2 separate regions of the Callithrix jacchus genome follow, and region 1 is linked to region 2. The links are chromatin contacts, called in public Hi-C maps. All regions are on one chromosome and are shown on one strand. Each heading gives the region's core, a stretch centred on a gene start, on an enhancer-like site or on the middle of the called end of the contact. The rest is flanking DNA. Distances are from core to core; before and after follow the strand shown. Region 1 has its middle 140 kb from the start of TNFRSF19. Region 2 has its middle 40 kb from the start of SACS.

Region 1 (6,514 bases), core at 2,748-5,247, 250 kb after region 2:
CGGTAAATAAAGGGAGGTCCAATGTGGAGAAAATGCAAGCTATTACACCAAGGACAAGAATCCCAAACATAGTTATTAATGGCAAGGAGATCAAGTCTTTGGAAAATACAAACACTGAAAGAGACCTCAGGGGAATGAAAAAGGCCAACAAATTATATGTGAGCTTGCAATGTGATACGGCCAAAACAACCACACGAAACACAAATAATTCTGAATTGCATAGTTGAGGTATCAAGTCATGGACTGAGGAAGTGAGCGATCTCCCTGCAAGCCCCCAGAGACCACAGCCAGGGCCTTTGGACAGCAGAAGGGTTTAGATGCACGGAAGGGCCTGGAAAGAAAGCAACTGCAAAGGGTCAGGCGTGGGAGGGCCGGACTGAGCAGAAGCCCCAGGACTTGTGCAAGTGGTGACTAAGAGCCACGGCCACTGCCCAGGCCCGCTTCGGAGGCAGCAGCCGGACACAGGGCCACAGCCGGTGTGGTCAGAGGGTGCTGGGTCATGGCTGCAGAGACACCCGGGAGCCTCAGGGCTGTAGGGGGTGGCTCGCTCCCACATCACAGCAGGCACCCTGGCAGGCTTGCCGCATCGCAATCTGGAACATGGTCTTCAAGGCAGGGCGCTCATGAGCCCCTGAGAGGGGGACTGGGGTTCTGTGCAAGCCCTTCCAGACCGTCACTGTCGGACACCACCTCTGAGAGCAGAGGCTGCGCTTCTCTAGGACCGCCCTGCCTGTGCCCACTCACACACCCAGACCCTGACTTTTGTGAGAGCTTCAGGATAAAGATGATTCCTCACTTGGAGTCCAGCCCCAGCCCCTCACCCTGGACAGGCCTGCTCTTTCTGTAATTTCCTGTGATCCCCTTTTTGCCCATGTTTTCCAAATAGCCAAGAGAAGCACCTAAAGCAGTGGTAGGCAGAAGGGAACGCCGACAACGCAGAGAGTGGGGAGCTCAGGGAGGCCCCGCTGACTGACAGAGACCCAGGGAGCTCAGGCACAATAGCCACTGCCCTGAGCATCTGTTTAAAACAGGTCTCTCTTCCTGCCTGCACACGCTGCCAGGGCTTGCACCGTGCAATCCAGTCTTTCATGCTTTCAGCAAATACTTCTTGAGCTCCTGCAGGCCTAGCCTGTGCTAGAGGCTTACAATGCAAACAAGGGAAAGCAGGAGCCTCAGCGGGGCCACAGGAACGGCGGGGATGGAGGTGGCCGTTGAGGCTCCAGCGCCAAGGGGTGAGTGCAAGAACTTGGAGGTCCAGCGAAATCGGCCCAAACCAACAGGGACAGGGGAGACTGGAATAGAGCAAGCAATGTGAAGATTCTTACAGAAGGAGTGGAGTCTACCTAGCAAAGGAAGAGGTGACAGCGTCATGGCAGAGGGGGCAGCTCTCTGAAGGTGTGAAGTATAACATCCCATGAAAAGCAGGGAGGCTGGATTCACACTGGCTCTGTGGCCCCCCGCAAGCTGCTTAACTTCTTTGTGCTTGAGTATCAAGTCTAGGAAATACAGATTACAAATAGGCTGGGCTCAGTGGCTCTCAGCTGTAATTACAGTGGAGGATCACTTGAGGCCAGGAGTTCTAGACTAGCCTGGGCAATATAGCCAGACCCCATCTCTACAAAATAAAAATTAAAAAGTAGCTGGGCATGGGGGTGCCTCTCTGTAGCCCCAGTCACTCACTTAAGCGGGAGGCTTAAGCGGGAAGGTCACTTGACTCCAAGAGTTCAAGGATATGATAAGCCATGATCATGAAACTGCACTCCAGCCTAGGCAGAGAGAAACTCTGCCTCTAAAGAAAATAACAAATAAAAATGAAAGTAGCACCTATTTCCCATGATTGTGGTGGGAATTATACGTTGTCAGCGTTCATAGAACCCTTAGAACCCTGTCTGGCACACACAAAGGAACTTGTTAAATATGCTCAATTGTTTTTTCTACAATACCAGAAGCATCTGGAGAAATCCAGTCTGACCGGGCGGGGCCAGGTGTCTGGAAGCTCAGCAGCAGGCTCAGGAGCAGGACTGACACATGGTGAGGCCAGTCCAGGACACAGCGAGGCACATGGCCCTGGGAATTTGGAGAGTGAGATGAGCGATAACTTTCTCATTCTTGTTTCAGAGATTAAAAGTTACATTTTTTTCATTGAAATCATTTTCCAATTACATGACCTACAAATCTGAAATTAAAACACACTGGCATTTTTATATTGCATAATTCAAAAGCTGTAGGAAGCTGTTGCTTAAATGTGTATTTACTTGTGGCCAAGAGAAAAAAACAAAAAACAAATGTCAGATTTTAATGATTTGGCTCAGAAAATGCATAGCGCTCAGGAAGCTTGAGGACAAAACATGAGCTCTACAAAAACAGGTTACCCAAAAAGGTGAACTTAGTAAGCAAAGCAAAAGGAGCTGACATTTAAAGCAAATGAAGTTCTTCACCTGAATGAATTGGGCCAGCTGTCCAGCCACTCTTTCAGGCTCTCTTCCTGGAGGTCACGGGAAAGGGAACTTTAGGGCTCAGGGAGATGCCCAGAGGACACCTGGGGTCAGAAGGCCCCGATTCCTATCTCAGGACAAATGTTCACCAATCTCTTAAGTAGGGAAAGAGCCACTGACTTTTTTTTTCAGTGTTTAAAATTGTGGCAACATGCACATGAAATTTATCATCCTAACCATTCTGAGGTGCGCAGCTCAGCGTTTTCACCCACTGTCATGATGCCCTGCAGCCAGCACCACCTTCCAGTTCCCGACTCTTGATGTCTTGGAAAACGGAAACTCTATACCCATTGAGTCCCAACTCAGAAGCCACTGATCTTTAATTAATAACACCTTCACCCGTGCTCTTTGAAAATATATGCATCCGTTCCCACAAGGAATTTTTTTCTTTTTTTACTTTAAGCTCTGGGATAGAACATGCGGGTTTGTTACACAGCTGTACATGTGCCATGGTGGTTTGCTGCACTTACCAACCCATCATCTAGGTTTTAAGCCCTGCATGCATTAGGTATTTGTCCTAATGCTCTCCCTCCCCTTGTCCTCCACCCCCACCCCCCACCCTAAGGATTTTTACAAACCTTTGAAAAACATGTTTAAAAACTGACACATAATAATTGTACGTGTCTACGGGGTATACTGAGTGAGTTTTGATGCATACAGTGCGTAGTGACCAAGTCGGGGTGATTAGCATACCCATGGCCTCAGATAGTTATCCTGCATTTGTGTTGGGAACATTCAAAATCCTCTCTTCCAGCTGTTTGAAAATATATAATAAATGTTGTTGGCTGTAGTTTCCCCACAGTGCTATAGAGCACTAGAAGTTATTCCTCCTATCTAGCTGTATCCTTTAACCAGTCCCTTCCTCTCCTTCTTCCTCCTCTGCTTCCCCACAAAAGCTACACTTTTTATGGTTAGGAGGTTGAAGCTGCGGCCTCTGGCTGCCCTGGGCCCTGGTGGAGGGGACCCCGCTCCTCCCTCCTGCGGCTCTTCCCTGAAGGAACGGGTACCAGCTGGGTCTGGTCACCATCAGTCCACAGGCTAGCAGGGGCCCTGGGTGTTTGAAGGTCTCTGTTCTGTACCTTCCTCCAATGTCCTGCTCCAGGTGGTGACCCCTGGGTGGGCCTGGCCAGCTCTTTCCATTCCACTCTCAAACACGCGAGGGCCCTCCCCTCACCTCTCCTGTGCACCCAGCTAGGGAAAATCACAAGCAGGACTTGGAGCCAGGAGGAGCCGTCAAGCCACAGGCCTCAGCCACGCGTTTCAGGCTGGTTTCCAGAATGCTCGCACCCCCGCAAAAATAATGCACTGCTTTGCTTTCCTGGCCATAGTATTTTGGGTAGAGGACTCCTGCCTGGAGTTCCTGTCCAGAGACAGCAGCGGCAAAGCTAGAGCCCAAAGCTATGTCCATGGCCAGAATAGCCTCTTACACCGTCAGAACCACTCTAGCTGAGTACATCTAGATCCCTGTCACCGCTGGCCCCTGCAGCCCTGGACTGTGCCCCTCCTCTGTCACCTAAGTGCTGATGATGGGGCCACGAGAGAGCTCGCACCACAGACCAGGACAGCTTCTGCACACAGCCTGCTAAGTGCTCTTTGTGGTTGATACACAAGAAGTGATTCTGCCCCATGAATGCCTACACGGCCCAAATGCCTACACACAGGATTAATGTGACTTCCCTCGGGCCTCTCCTCTACCACGTTCCATGCAGGCTTTGTACAAATTATGAATCACTTTATCAGGGGATACTTGTGAGTTCTTAAAACCTCTTAAAATGCCAAGGTTTGGGGAGCGACCCCGCAGGGGCAGGCAGGAGGTCTCCGGATGGTCGATGATCAGATTGATGATTTCCAGGCAAAATGTTGGATGCCGTAAAGGTAGGATGACAACAGGGGATTTCCTCCTCTGACTGCAGCAGCTGAAATGTAAAGAGTTAAAAAAAAAGGGGTCAGGAAATTCTAAACTGATTTCAACAGCAGCACTCCCTCTGCCCACACATTCCCACTCAGCATCCAGTGACAGGCTGGAAGTCTTGCCAGAGGCCACTTGAAAGACAGTGGTTTGCTCTGTGCTTGCTGGAGTTGCAAGTTTGCAAATTGAAAGCCTTTGATAAATATTTGACAATGCAGTTTCTGATGAACCCTCTCCTCCCTCTGCCTGGATAAAGTGCAGGGCCCAGGGGTTTCCTGGGTGGACGGGGCAGCCCACACTGGCCCAGACACAGGCAGCAGTGACACAGTCAGAGCCCCTACCAACCTCCACTCTCTGAGATCCCAGAGGACTGGAAGATCCTTCCCAACACCCCACCCAGCTAGTGTGTGCTACTCCATGTGCCGGGGACACAGGGAGGCGTAAAACGGGACTTTGCCATCAAGGGGCTCCTAAAACAGACAGAAAAAAATAGGTTAGATGCTATGAGTGCTATGGAGGAAACAGCAGAGGGGCACAGGAGGATGCATGGGGTGGGTGGGCAGCAGCAGTGAGGCCTGGAGCTGAGCTGCTGGGCTTGAGTGGACCCCACGTGGAGGAAGCAGTCATGTGCATCTGTGATGAGAGTCGGGCAGAGGGAAAGCAGGTCCACGTCCCAGAATGGGATGTGGTGGAGCCTCAGGGGCCAAGCACGAGATGGTGAGAGGTAGTGCTGAAAAGCAGGTGTTCTGTGGGGCTGCGGAGGCCAGTCATGAGTTTGGATTTGACTCTGTCTGGCCTTGCTCCAGGTCCCCACAACCAGGCTTCAAGTAGGTGTGTATTGTTATGTCTCATTTTATGGACAAGGGAGACCAGTGGACAGGGACAGGAAGTGAATTGCTATTAGCCATGTACCTCACTGAGCCAGAATTCAAACCTAGGTCCACCTGATCACAGGAACGCCCGTTCTTGCCACTATGCTGTCCTGGAAATTCCTGCGAGGACGTTTACTTCAGCGGTCAAACCACCCCGGCAGACGTTAGCCCTGTTGTAATGTAACAGTGCCAGAATTGCAGGTGAGGCTGGAGTGCAGATGTTAGGTAGAATGAAATCAGGGGAAGCTTCAAGGGGGATGCAACCTAGGTTGGGGTGCAGAAGGTGGGAGGGAATCACGGTGTGCTGGAAAATGTGCAACATCCAGTTTTCCGGAATGCAAGGCCTGGACTTACAGCATTGGCCTATTTCTGTGATGTAAACACTCCTACTATGGCTAATGTTAAGTACCAAAGTGACGTTACTGATGCAGAAGAGGCAGGAGATGCACACAGTCGGCTCTTGTGGGCTGGGCTGAGCTGGCTCCAGCACACCGCTGGGAGGGGATGTGCCTTCATCAGAGGCTGAGCATGAGCTCCAAAGCCAGGTAGACTGGGTACAAAGCACAGCTGTGTGTGTGTGTGTGGTTGTGTGTGTGTGTGTTTGTGTGTGTGTGTGTGTGGTTGTGTGTGTGTGTTTGAGGCAGAGTCTCACTCTGTTGCCCGGGCTGCAGTGCAATGGCACAATCTCGGCTCACTGCAACCTCTGCCTCCCTGGTTCAAGCGATTCTCCTGCCTCAGCCTCCCGAGTAGCTGGGACTACAGGTGCCCTCCACCATGCCTGGTTAATTTTTATATTTTTTAGTAGAGACGGACTTTTGCCATGTTGGCCAGGCTGGTCTTAAACTCCTGACCTCCAGTGATCTGCCTGTCTCAGTCTCCCAAAGTGCTGGGATTACAGGCGTGAGCCACCGCGCCCAGCTAGCTCTGGTGTTTATTAGCCGTATGATCTTAGACAAGCAACCTAATTTCTCTGTGCTTCAGTTTACCCCCTTGCAAAATGGGAATAACAACAGTACCTACCTCAGGGTGGTTATGAGAACTAAGGGAATTTATACTTATAAAGTGTGTTTGGAAAACACATAGAATCTAGTGAATTCTATTTAAGTATTCTCTAACAAAATACAGAAGAAAGAGGAGCACAATGATCAAATTAACTTTATGGTACCAAACAGGTGTTTGTCTTATAAAGGAAGCAGAATGTCAGGCAATAGTAAAATTTAGTAAAAAAAATTTAAAAA
Region 2 (6,372 bases), core at 1,629-4,128:
AGAGTCAAGGCATTACTTCCTCTCAAAAAAAAAAAAAAAAAATTGGAACTTGAAAAACTAAACAAAGAAAACATTATAAAAATTCTAATTAGAACAGGGAATGGAAACTCATTTTCCAGTTTTGGAAACTGCTTCATCATTTTGATACTAAATTTAGAAATGAACTCAACTTTGGGGCATGTAGGACCTCAGATCTCTAGCAGTGCAGAGACTGAGTGGCTGCATTGTGCCCAGATAGCAATGTAAGTAATGACTGCAATCACAGGCTTTAGACTCAGAGACTCCGAGGAGGCTTATTAGCTGTAGGACCCTGGGCAGGTTGCTTAATATGTTTGTACTTCAGTTTCCTCACCTATAAGACAAATGACAATAATGCCACCTCATCCAGTTGTAGTCAGAATGAAAAGAAATGATACCTAGAGAAACCTTAGCCCATTGAAAACTCTGAAAAAAAACAAATCTTCTGAGTTATCATTACTAATGAGACTTTGCTTAGTTAAACGCCTCTCTTAGAGTACATTTTCTTGATTTATGTAGGCATTACTATTGTCATCATAGGCAGAGCTACAAGAAAAACAAGGAACTGAAAATAGTAGTTATTGGTCTCCCCTTTTAAACATTCCTAGTTAAGAACCTTAAAATGCTATTTTAACTTTAAAAAAAAAACTTTATTCTTTCCACCTTTTCCTCTCTTTCCACTTTTCCTTCCCCTCTCTCAACTGAAAAGTCTAACTGCCTGCTAAAGATGCCTGTGAACGTTTAACAAAAGAACAGGATATTGACATGATATTGAATCTGGCAGACACCAGCTTGATCATTTGGAAAACGTTGGCGTCAGAGAAGTGGGTCAGGGTGATAGAGCCTGCCCTGAAAAGAACACAGCATAATTTCTGACGTCGTCCTGCCAAGATGTGTGGACTGAGTCTAGTCATAAGATAACATTAGAGGGACCCAAGTGTATGTCATTTTACACTCTGAAAGGCTTGTACCTTCTAAGGCTCTCAAGAACACTTATGGGCTGAATCATGTCTCCCTCAAAATTTATATGTTAAAGTCCAACACTCAGTACCTCAAAATGTGACTATAATTCAGAGATAGTTTCTTTAAAGGGGCAATTAAGTTAGAATTTTAAAAAATTAAAATCAAGCCATTGACGTGGGCCCTAATCTGACATAACTGGTGATTTTGTAAGACGAGATTAGGACACAGACACATGCAGAGGGAAGACCACGTGAAGACACATGGAAGCCGAGGAGAGAGGCCTCAGAAGAAACCAACCCTGCCGACACCTTGAACTTGGATTTCTGGTCTTCAGAACTGTGAGACAATATTGTTGTGTAAGTCAATGAGGCTTCATTATGGCAGCCAGAACAAACCAAGACAGACGTGAACGAGAGGCAAAGACTGAGAAACTGTTCCAGATGGAAAGAAACCGACGAGATGTGACAGCTCAGGGCAACACATGACTCTGATCTTGAATACATTACAGGAGATATTCTGTACTTTATTAGAAAACAAGCTTTGTGTTAGGTGATTTTTCCCAACTGGAGGGTAATGTAAGTGTTCTGAGCACGTTTGAGGTAGTCTGTGCTTAGCTATGATGTTCAGCAGGTTCGGGGCATGGAATGCATTTTCAACTATTTTCAACTTTCATGGATTTATCTGGACCTAAACCCATCATAAGTCAAGGAGCATCTGTAGAGTGGTGGTTTTCAGGAGCTAGGAGAAGGGGAATGGGAAAATGTTGTTTAATGACTATGGAGGTTCCGTTTTATGAGATGAAAAGTGTTCTGGAGTGTGGCTGCACAATGGCGTGGATGTTCTAACACCGCTGAACTGGACACGTACAAATGATCAAGATGGTAAATGTTATGTGTATTTTCACCCCAACTAAAAATTTTTTTTTAAATATCTGGGCTATTATTTATCTCCTTATATTTATGTGTCCTTTTTTTTTCTAGCATGTAAATCTCTTGGAGGCAGAAAACATATCTGAAATTTACGGCATGTTTCAGAACCAATGGCCAGGGCGCAGTGGTTGCCGTTGACCAGTAACTACCCAGTTCCTGCAGCCGGGGACCCTTCCAGTGAACATACACCTGGAAAATGAGATTGCCCTATTCATTCCTCTGAATATTCCCCAGCATCGATCACCGTGCTCTTTATAAAGTAAGTGCTCAGTAAACGTTCGTTCGCGGTGATGCTAAGGACAGGAGGGTCTTTAACCCTTTCTCTCCCTGCTAGCATAGCGCTCAGGGAATCCTAAAAGCTGGCTACGCTGCCATTCTCCTGCCACCTGGGCTGCGTCTGCGGAATCGCTTCCTGAGGAAGTTGTCTAGACTTTGACTAGAAACCAAAGCTCCCATTTTTCATCTGCCATTTACTTTTCATTGTATACCTTATGGAATTCCCTACGCCGTCACTGTCAGTTCTTCACCCATTCTGTTGCATCCAGAGGCTGGAAATAGGCAGAAACGCCCCGCACGTGAGCGGGGCCCTGCAATTCACCTGGGGTTGGGAGTTTGCGTTTGTTGTTCTATGTCAGTCTGCAGCGAACCTGGCGATCCAGCGGGACCCGCGGAGGAGCGAGCAAAAGCCGGCAGCGTGCACGGCTGTCCCGCCACCCACCCCGCTGGGCGGCGCAGCTCGTCTGCGGGCGCGCGGCCGGGGCGGCCAGAGGCTTCCCCGGGACGCGGGCTGACGGCTGCCCCCTGGAGGCGCCCCAGCCCTACAGCCGAGCCGGGAGGGGCGGGCCGGCGGGTGCCGGGGGTGGGCAGCAGCGGCCGAGCCTCTGTGGCTTCTCTGAGTGCTGGGTCCGCCGGAGACGGAAGAGCCGCGGCCGCCAGGATTCCCAGCACTAGCCGCGTGTTGAAGGCCTGGAAGTGGCCCCGAAGCCGTGCCTTTCCCGCTAGCCGAGCAGAAGTGGGACTCGAAGCACCGAGGCTGGGATGCCTAGGCTGGTGACGCCTTGGGGCTCTCAGTCATACTTGGCAACCGGTCTACATGGCGATTCGGTGCTTTCCGGAATAGCAGATTCAGTATCTCGAGACCCACCTTCGTCCTTCCGCCGTTGAGCCGGGCCTGCGCTTTCCTAGGAGCCCTGCTGTCACCCAAACCTCCTGCTGACTTCAAGCTTAACCATTGGAGGGCGCAACCACATCATTTTTTAAACATAGGTTTCCCAGCCGGGCGCGGGGGCTCCTGCCTGTAATCCCTGCACTTTAGGAGGCCGAGGCGGGCGGATCACCTGAGGTCTCCAGTTCGAGACCAGCCTGACCAAAGTGGAGAAACCCCGTCTCTACTAAAAATACAAAACTAGCTGGGCATGGGGGCTCAAGCCTGTAATCCCAGCTACTCAGGAGGCTGAGGCTGGAGAATTGCTTGAACCTGGGAGGCGGAGGCTGCGGTGAGCGGAGATCCTGCCATTACACTCCAGCCTGGGCAACAAGAGCAAAACTTCATCTCAAAAAAACAAAAACAAAAAAACACGATTTCCCCCCTTAAAGCGGCTGAAAACGGTTTAGAGGAAAAAAGAAACACAAATAATCTGATATATATATATATATATGTCTGTGTATATATGTGTGTCTGTGTATATATGTGTGTCTGTGTATATATATGATATATATGAATTCAAGTGGGATTCTTCAAAACAGAAGGCTGTTACAGTCCCTTCATTTTGTAGCTGAGAAAATGAAAGCCATGGCACTTGAGAACTCCTGTTGCCCAAGGCGCACAGGTGGTGGGTAAGGAAGTTGAATATTTCTTCAAAGAATCCTTCCCTTCCATGACCCGGGAGGATCCGGCGAGAGAGCAGGGCCGTCCACATCTCAGCCAGGACACAAGAAGGCCCAGGGTGGCAGGAGCCCCACTGTGTGCTGTGGAGGATGGAAGACGAAAAGTCAGCATTGTCTCTAAACTGTAGGAACATGTGATGTGATGGGAAAAAATAATGAGTACAAGACACAGGAAGAGCAGGTCACAGAAACACACGGTGCCCAGAAGGGCTTAACTAGCTGCAGCTGTGTGGGCCATGCGCAGAGTGCCCAAGGGTGTCCTGAGTGAGGGTGGATGTCCCCTGCCTGCTGGGATCACCCTGAGAAGGCTTCTGAAGCCTGCCAGGTCACCCTTGTTTTTATGGATAGCTTCTTTGCCAGGCTCCCTCCACCTGTAATTGACAAAGTCTGCTTCTGTTGAGTGTCTGATAAAGGATCCAACTTATGTGATTATTAGGACTGGGTCATGAAAGAAGACGGATATGAGAGACCCTGAGAAAAGAAGCATCAGAGGAACCTGAGGCATCTGTGTGGGAGTTACAACATCAGTCCTGTGTATAAGTGCTGAGTTTCAGCGTCTGCCCAACGCTAGGGGTTGCCTCGTCTGCTTCAACTCTAAGCTCCTAAGGGACAAGCGCCGCCTTCTGGGATGGCTTGGCAGCCATCGGCTTCACACTAAAGGCCTTAAAGCAAACCCAGGACGGAGTCTCAGTCCTGATGATTTGGGCTAGTGCCTTTCTTAACATTTCAGGGATATACTCCTTTATTTTATTTATTTTATTAGTTTTGCTCTATTCAGTCATGGCCATTCTTAGTTGCTGTTGTCTTTGTAAGTTTAAATAAATACTTTCATAATAAACAAAATAAAATTTTAAATAAATATTAAAATATTAATTTTAGATAAGAACCTTGTGTACCTTTCAAGATTAATATAGTAAATAAAGAGGACTAAAAACTTAAGAGACTGAAAGACCTGAGAATGTGTAAGAGAAACGTGGTTATCAAATGCAATCCCGATGTTTTATCAGGCCTCTGTATCAGTGTGGATGATTTAACCGTGGTTAACTCCATGAAGAAGCAAAATATTTGATTCTCATCTGTTTAAAGTCTTCTAAAAATATACACCCTAAAACAAAAAACCACTTAGTTGGGAAATTAAAGATGGTTATACTTTATCATTTATATAAGCCTGGCCTTTCTCCAAAATGATACAGCTTGCAACAAAAAACACATGATAGGCTTAATAAAAAAGAATGGAAATGGAAACTAAGGATCAACAGAAAGGAGTACCACAAATACCGCAGCACTAGCATGTCATCTTATTTCTGTAATTGAGTATGAAACCTGGCTCCGAGCTTCCTGGAGGCCAAGGCAAGACTAGAGACAAGAGCAGTGTGTGTCGTATCATTAGCAGAGAGGAAGATCATGTGACTTTCTGATTTTTTTCTCAGAAACTGAATCTAAAAAGAATCGCTCTATATAATGACTCATATATATGGCTTTAAGTGAAAAAGTGATAAACATTATCCTCCATGAGAGTTTTTGCACAAATTGAGGGAGCTAGGAGCTGATACTGAAGCACAACTCAATGAAGTTAATCCTGTCAGCGGCTAGGCTCCCACCAGCAAACTACTGATGAAATTCTAATTCCAGCAAATGCAGGCATGGAATGAGAGATGCCTATCCCATCTGCCTCGTTGTGCCTGGGGCCAGTCCTGAGTGTTGAAGACAGCTTGTTCCAATATAAACTCAAATGAGATTGTTCATAACAGAAGTCTGCAGGAATACGGCATCTCTGATTTGAAATGATGGATGATTTTCATCAGCCATGTATCTGCTCCATTGGCAGCACCCCAAGCGCAGACCCCAGACTGTTCAGTGTGTGCACAAACAGAGGGTATCTCAATCGTACGAGTGTAACACAGCTCTAACTCATCATTTAATTTCTGGATGGAATTTTGAGCAGAGGGTCATGGCTCTCTTTTTAAAGGTAAAACTCAATGAAAGACACTGTAGTTTTGAAATTAAATGAGCACTTGAAAAATACCAGCTTTGTTTGCCTTTGCGTTTTCTTTTTCCTCTCCTTCAAAGTTCTTTGCGGCAAAATATTCAATTGAAAACTCAACATGTCCACTGCCTCCCCACTCCTTAAAAAAATGTAGAAAGTCTCCACTAAGAGGAGGAGAGTTCTTCACAGTTTGTTTTTATTTTAAAACAATACTCATTACGTCATTTTTAAAGCATTTGTAATAAATTAAGCAAGTAACACTTGTGTATCAGTTTCTAATGTGTCTGGAACTTACTGGGCTACAAAAAAAAAAAAAAGATTATTTTTCTTTCTACACTCAAAGATATCCCAATCTTATTGCAGAGGGGAAACTGAGGCAATTGATACAGTTAGAGGACTAGGAAGCACTAATCTGTGTCAAACTCCAAAGTGCAAAGTCAAGGGAGAGATCATCATGGAAGGGAGTGATCCAGAAGAATTCCTATCCCTTACCTGTCCCAGTCATTCTTCTTGCCAGAAAAAAAAAGAGAGAGAGAGGGAGAAATCTTCAAGTAACTTAATGCTTTCAGTCCTTCTCCACTCTAACAA

Evidence for each region. A called contact is a pair of places that touch in the nucleus more often than the background predicts.
Region 1: a Hi-C map of skeletal muscle shows a contact between it and region 2, with 7 times the contacts expected there. The contact joins two enhancer-like sites. A contact is called at or near these places in 3 of 3 Hi-C or Micro-C datasets (induced pluripotent stem cells and skeletal muscle).

The regions. Positions count from the first base shown.
Region 1 is chr5:143,253,379-143,259,892 of calJac240_pri, forward strand. No RefSeq gene overlaps it. Among named protein-coding and RNA genes, the nearest start is that of TNFRSF19, 140 kb to the left of the region's middle. Within about 2 kb of position 3,998, at least 2 of the 16 cell types and tissues checked have an H3K27ac peak or open chromatin away from gene starts, as enhancers often do. A contact at or near this core is called in skeletal muscle, where this site is marked.
Region 2 is chr5:143,001,538-143,007,909 of calJac240_pri, forward strand. No RefSeq gene overlaps it. Among named protein-coding and RNA genes, the nearest start is that of SACS, 40 kb to the left of the region's middle. Within about 2 kb of position 2,879, at least 10 of the 16 cell types and tissues checked have an H3K27ac peak or open chromatin away from gene starts, as enhancers often do. A contact at or near this core is called in skeletal muscle, where this site is marked.